2 separate regions of the Oryzias latipes genome follow, and region 2 is linked to region 1. A link is a contact called in public Hi-C data. All regions are on one chromosome and are shown on one strand. Each heading gives the region's core, a stretch centred on a gene start, on an enhancer-like site or on the middle of the called end of the contact. The rest is flanking DNA. Distances are from core to core; before and after follow the strand shown. Region 1 holds the start of c12h2orf42. Region 2 holds the start of LOC101170857 (GRAM domain-containing protein 2B).

Evidence for each region. A called contact is a pair of places that touch in the nucleus more often than the background predicts.
Region 2: a contact with region 1 is called in a Hi-C map of embryo, with 2.9 times the contacts expected there. The contact joins the promoter of LOC101170857 here to the promoter of c12h2orf42 in region 1. A contact is called at or near these places in 4 of 5 Hi-C or Micro-C datasets (embryo, fibroblasts and gastrula embryo).

The regions. Positions count from the first base shown.
Region 1 is chr12:3,891,922-3,894,692 of ASM223467v1, reverse strand. c12h2orf42 reads right to left here and starts at 1,381. Exons shown (of 9, transcript XM_023960991.1): 1 at 1,242-1,381; 2 at 1-966. The coding sequence starts at 940.
Region 2 is chr12:4,035,193-4,037,963 of ASM223467v1, reverse strand. It overlaps LOC101170857 (GRAM domain-containing protein 2B), which reads right to left and starts at 1,382. Exons shown (of 14, transcript XM_023960922.1): 1 at 956-1,382; 2 at 483-611. The coding sequence starts at 1,041.

The sequences.
Region 1 (2,771 bases), core at 132-2,631:
TCCCCGCTCCGTCTGCTCCTGGTCTGCTCCTCCTGGTGCTGACCTGACACGCACAGTGAAAGACGCTCCTGTCGCCTTTGGAGGTCTCCGGCGGGCACGGCGGGCCGACGCTGAAGTGCAGCAGCCCCAGGGGATGATGGGAGTCCGTTTGGCACTTCACCACCAGCGTGCCTTTGGAGACCTGCTGCACCAGGGGCCCTGGGGAGTCGATGGCGAGCCTCCACAGCTCCCCCCGCAGCTCCTCCGACACCTGCAAGCTTTCCAGGACGGAGCTCTTCACGGTGAGCGGCGAGGCTCTGCTCTGGCACTCGATGGCCTGCCGCATGTGGACGCAGAGGCTGTCGGACGACGGCTTGGCCGCCGCCGCCTCGCGCTGGCCCGACCTCTGACCCTGCCTGCAGGAGGGCAGAAAGCAGCGGCCCAGGTTGATGCGGGTGAGCAGCGTGGACCCGTCCCCCGTGGCGATGGCCGTAGCCGTGGGCGCCAGCTCCACAAAGCCCCACTGTGTGGCCACGCCTCCTCTTCCTCTGTGACACACAGAAAACACCTCTGCCGCTCCGCCCGAGGCCCCCCCCAGGACTCCACCTTCCTCCTGACCCTTGCCCCCTTTCTCCTCGGTGTCCGTGATCAGCCTCACCACCTCCACCACACTCTTCCTGCTGCTCTTGGCCGCCGCCGCCGGGGCGCTCCGGAGGGCCACGCCGCAGGCCTTGTTCTTGCAGCTGATCCCCCGGGTGCCATTGAAGACGCCGCACTGGGGGCACCGGCGGATGCCCCGGAGGGTGGCCTTCCCCAGGTTGGAGAGGAAGGGTGGGGTGCTGGAGGCTGATTTCCTGGAGTCCCGCTGCTTCGCTGCCAGACTGACTTTGGTGTTTGTGGATGGAGTCCCAGAGGAGGTGATGCAGGAGCTCTGTGCTCCTCCTTCAGCGTCCATCATCATGTCAGGCGTCCAGACCTGAACCCCACCTGACACAAAGGATGAAAGAGGAGGTCAGAAGGGGGAGAAAGAGAGAGAGAGAAAAGTCAACAGGAAGGAGGTGAAAAACATACACGCACCACTACGACGCGCTTTTTTTCTTTTTTATAATCCAGTAAAAAAAAAAAAAACTTGAATAAAAGCTGCCGTGTCACTGACTCTTAACACATTTTAAATATTTTTTTCATTTGTGTGACGCGACAGTTCAAATTCTACAAACACACACAAAAAAGTGAAATGTAGGAGTAAATTTCAGAACCCACACCTGAAACTTGCGAGAATCCGCCGCCGTTTGGTTGAATTCAGCCTCTCAGACCTCCAAAAAACGCTTCGACCGTCGCCATTCCTCCTTACATCCAGAGAGCCGCAATGCGCCTGTAACGAAACTCCTGATTGGACGGGCGAAGTCACGTGCGGCAGGAACGTTGATGCCCATGACGCGTTGTAGGACGGGGGTTGTAGTTTGCAATTTCCTCTTCTTTTTTTTGTCCGTCAAAACGTTTTTATTCCCTTTTGGACTGTGAAAATGTTCCAAATAACTAATTAAATTACATTTCTAAAATTTAATTATTTTTTTTTTTTTTACTAATGAAAAAAAAAGAATGAACAATTTAACTTTTTTGCAGAAATGTAAGACTTTTTTCATCTAATTTTGATTTTAGTGAGTTTATTCTGACACTTGTAGTCATTTTTTAACTTTTCTTTTATAAGGATCCTACATTTAATTCTTTTATGTTTCAATAATTCACTAAAGGACGCTCTTTGAGGACTTCAGCAGTGTATTCAACACTGTGATCCCCCATAAACTGGTCCACAAACTCTCCAATCTCGGACTCTCATCCGCGTTCTGTTCATGGATTATGGACCTTCTGACCAACAGGCCTCAGAATGTCAGGATGGGGAGCCTGACATCAGACACCATAATCCTGAGCACAGGCAGGGCTGTTTTGCTAAATCCTCTTCACACTCTTCACTCAGGACTGTGCTCCCATCCACTCCTCCAACACCATAGTGAAATTTGCAGGTGACACTACAGTGGTGGGCCTCATGGCTGACAATAACGAGAACTGGAGTACAGGCAGGAGATCCAACACTTGGAGAAGTGGTGTTCAGCCAACGATCTGGTCCTCAATCCCACCAAAACCAAGGAGGTCATTATAGACTTCAGGAGGACCAGGAGAACGACTCAACCCCCACTCTACATCAGAGGTGAGGAGGTGTTTTTTTTTTTACATTGGTTTTTATTATTTTTTGTCTACTGCTCCGTTTTGTTGTAGAAATTTACAATGACAATAAAAATCTTTGAATTTTGAAAACAGTAAAGCAATTTGTCCATAGTAGAGAATTTAAAAATGATTACCAAATTTAAAGTTGTTTCCTTTTAAAACATTCTTATTAAAGTATCATTAAAAAAGAGTCAAATATTTTATGGCATAAAATATAAAAAGTAACTTGGCAAAAAAAGCTAAAATTACATTCAAAATTTTGAATTTTTAGTGTTGATAAAAATACAACATTCAACTTTTTTGCTGATGCCAACTTTTTTTTCACCAAAAATAAGTATTTACTATTTGAATCGGTTATCCTTTGTTAGAAATTTACCACAAAAGCTCTCTTTTTTTCGAGGTAGTGATGATCTTTTAGTGTTAAACTCAAAGTACTGCAAGTTGGGTCTAAAAATTGAAATATGTTCAAGACCCACTCTGATAAAAATGGCATTTTTAACATGTTTTTGTGACTCTTTTATGATTACGGAGGACATTTCTATAGAAAATGAAGCGTGACCCTTGTTCTA
Region 2 (2,771 bases), core at 133-2,632, 140 kb before region 1:
ATCTCTGCCCTCCATCCTCAGGAAAATACCACAAAAACATGTGAAAAACACCCCCAAAAAAAGGATTTTTCATCAGAGGTGGTCTATAAGACGAGTCAAGACATCTGCCATCAGTCCTTCATTGGAGCTCACCTGAGCTCAGATAAAGGTTGCTTACACAGCAACATTGAAATCTGTAAACAGCACTTCGGTCATGCAGGTGAACAGTAGGTTAAACGCAGCAGGTAGACGTAGAAAATAGAGAGATCATTCTATTAATATACAAAAAAGACACTTTAAAAAATACAAAAATATCACAAAAAGTGGGTAAAAATGGCCGAACTACACAGTTTTGTCTACAAACTGCAAGAATCTAAAACTAAAGGTAAAGTTTACAGTAAACATTGGGGAAGCTGGAGCTGCATATAGGATCAACCGTGACCTTCTAACCCCTTGGTAGTCCTTTAGTACCCATCTGATGAGGAAAAGGCTGCTGGGGTTACCTCATCATGCTGGCCGGCTTCTTCCTGACCTCTGTAGGCTCTGGCTCTGGGTCCAGCAGGAGCCGCAGCTCCGCAGGGGCCCGTCCACGCCTCCTCTGCCTCCTCTCACCTCCATGCTCCACTTCAGACCTGGACATAGGGTGACAGGTGAGGTGGAACCAGGTGTTGGGTTACGCTTTGCATGGAGTCTATACACCCAGGTGAATCCATCAGCGGCGGTTTGGGCTCAGCATGTGGGTCAAAGACAAAGAATGACTGATGGGGTCATGGGGTAGACCCTCCCAGGGTAGGTGAGCCCCCTCCACGTCTCGTGAGGAGGTCACGTGGAGGTTCTCCACGCAAACCAGCAGCTTCTGATGGAGCCACGTCCGCCCGCTGCCCCCCCCCCCCCCCCCCCCTCCCAATCAAATGCGGATGCAAATGTACGCCGCCCGCCCGCCGGCCCGCGGGGCGGCCTTCCCCAGCGAACTCACGTCGCGCTCTTCCCCCAGGAGTCCGGACAGGCACTCGGCTCCGGGCCGGGTAACGGGGTCACCGGTGAGTCCGCCTGCTCGCTCATCAGTCACCGGTTCATCTCTGGGCTTCCACGGAGACCACCGCCCCCCCCTCCACCCGTCTCCCAGCCTGGACAGGACGGAAAACCTCCAGGAAGTCTAGAAAAGTTTTTTTCTTCTTCTCCGGGAACCGAGGAGACAGACGGAGGAGGAGCCGGGATGGGGGGGAGGGAGCAGCCGGGAGCGACGTCAGGAGGAACCGGGAAGAGAGGAGCGGCCTCCCGCTGGTCTTCAGCCGGGTCAGAGCCGACGAGAATCCCGAAAGTTCCCTCACGCGCTCGCAGAAGAGGGAAGAGTGAAGGCGCGAACTTTTTTAAGGAGAGAGAAATTCTGCAACACGAAGAAACTTCTCATATGCACCTGCGGAACACGTCCAACAGGGGGCGACAAAGTCCAACTAATGGGCTTCCACTTAATCATTTCCATTTCAACACAAATAACGAAAGTTTTCACTTTTGTAACCTTATATTTCCTTATTTAAACATGTTTTCACAGTGTTATTATTCAGTAATCTATATATTTTTGTGTGAAAGCATCTCTTTAAAGCTGCTCATCCCAAAAACCTCTTCCCTTGAGGCGCATTTTTTGTGTTTGCATAATTTTAATTTTATTCAATTCAATTTTATTTGTATAGCCCAAAATCACAACAACAGTCATCTCGATGGGCTTTGTGCAGATAGACATAGGGTAAAACATAAAATCAAAAGGATCATGAACACACACAATTCAATAGAAGGATTCTAAACTGAATTCACTAAACTCTGAGCAATAACTTTACAGATTTATGTTTAATGGTGTGGTGGGGAAGCTTGCATTCTCCATGCTCCTGTAACCCCCTGCTCTCTGGCAATGGGGGGCCCCTGTGGCAGTTTGGTTATGCATTTTTTCCTCGTTAGGGATATTCAATGATAAAACGATGAAATATGCAACTGCAAAATTATACTATTCATTTATAATACTATTAATTTAAAATATAAGGGACGCAACACTTCACTTTCTCCACCATTCAGTGCAAACCTCAGATTTTGTGTCAAAGTTTATGGAGTGATATTTATGTTGCAAATAAAATATTTGTTTTCATATACTTTTTCTTTGCTTTCTTTTTTTTTTTTTGCTTTCAAAGACGTTTTCTTCAATTTTTTTTGCTTTTAATAATATTTGTGCATTTGCAGCACAAATGTTTAGCATGCCTTGCGTCTCATCTCGCTTTTTTTCTATCTTTGGTTTTGCTCTCATAACTTTCAGTTTAGCGTGACATATCTGCCATCAAACAGCCTGCAGATTGGTCCAGATTCTAACCAATCAAATCGCCACATTTATCTAACATGGTTTCTGCTACCGAGGCTCAGAGGCCAAACCAACTCTTTTTACCCACGATTTTGTCTCTCTGGCTGAAGAAAATTTCCTATTTAATCATTTTAAAAATAATTCATACCAGCATTGATTATTTTTTATTTACCGTAGTCAGATTTGGGAATTTATGGCTGAGGATCTCCTGAAACTGTAAATTAAAACCGAAAGTTTATCTTCTGACATTAAATCAACAGGCCCCTGTGTAATCTGTGAATCCTCCGGAGCAAAATATTGGTAAAAAGTTTGATTTTCTTTGAGATCTGTTTAAAAAAAAGAGAGAGAGAGAATTATTTTATGCTGCACAAATGTTTTGGAATAGAATAACAGCAGTAATAAGAAAAACAATTATGGCTCACCAAAGTGGACTTAATGTATTTAACAG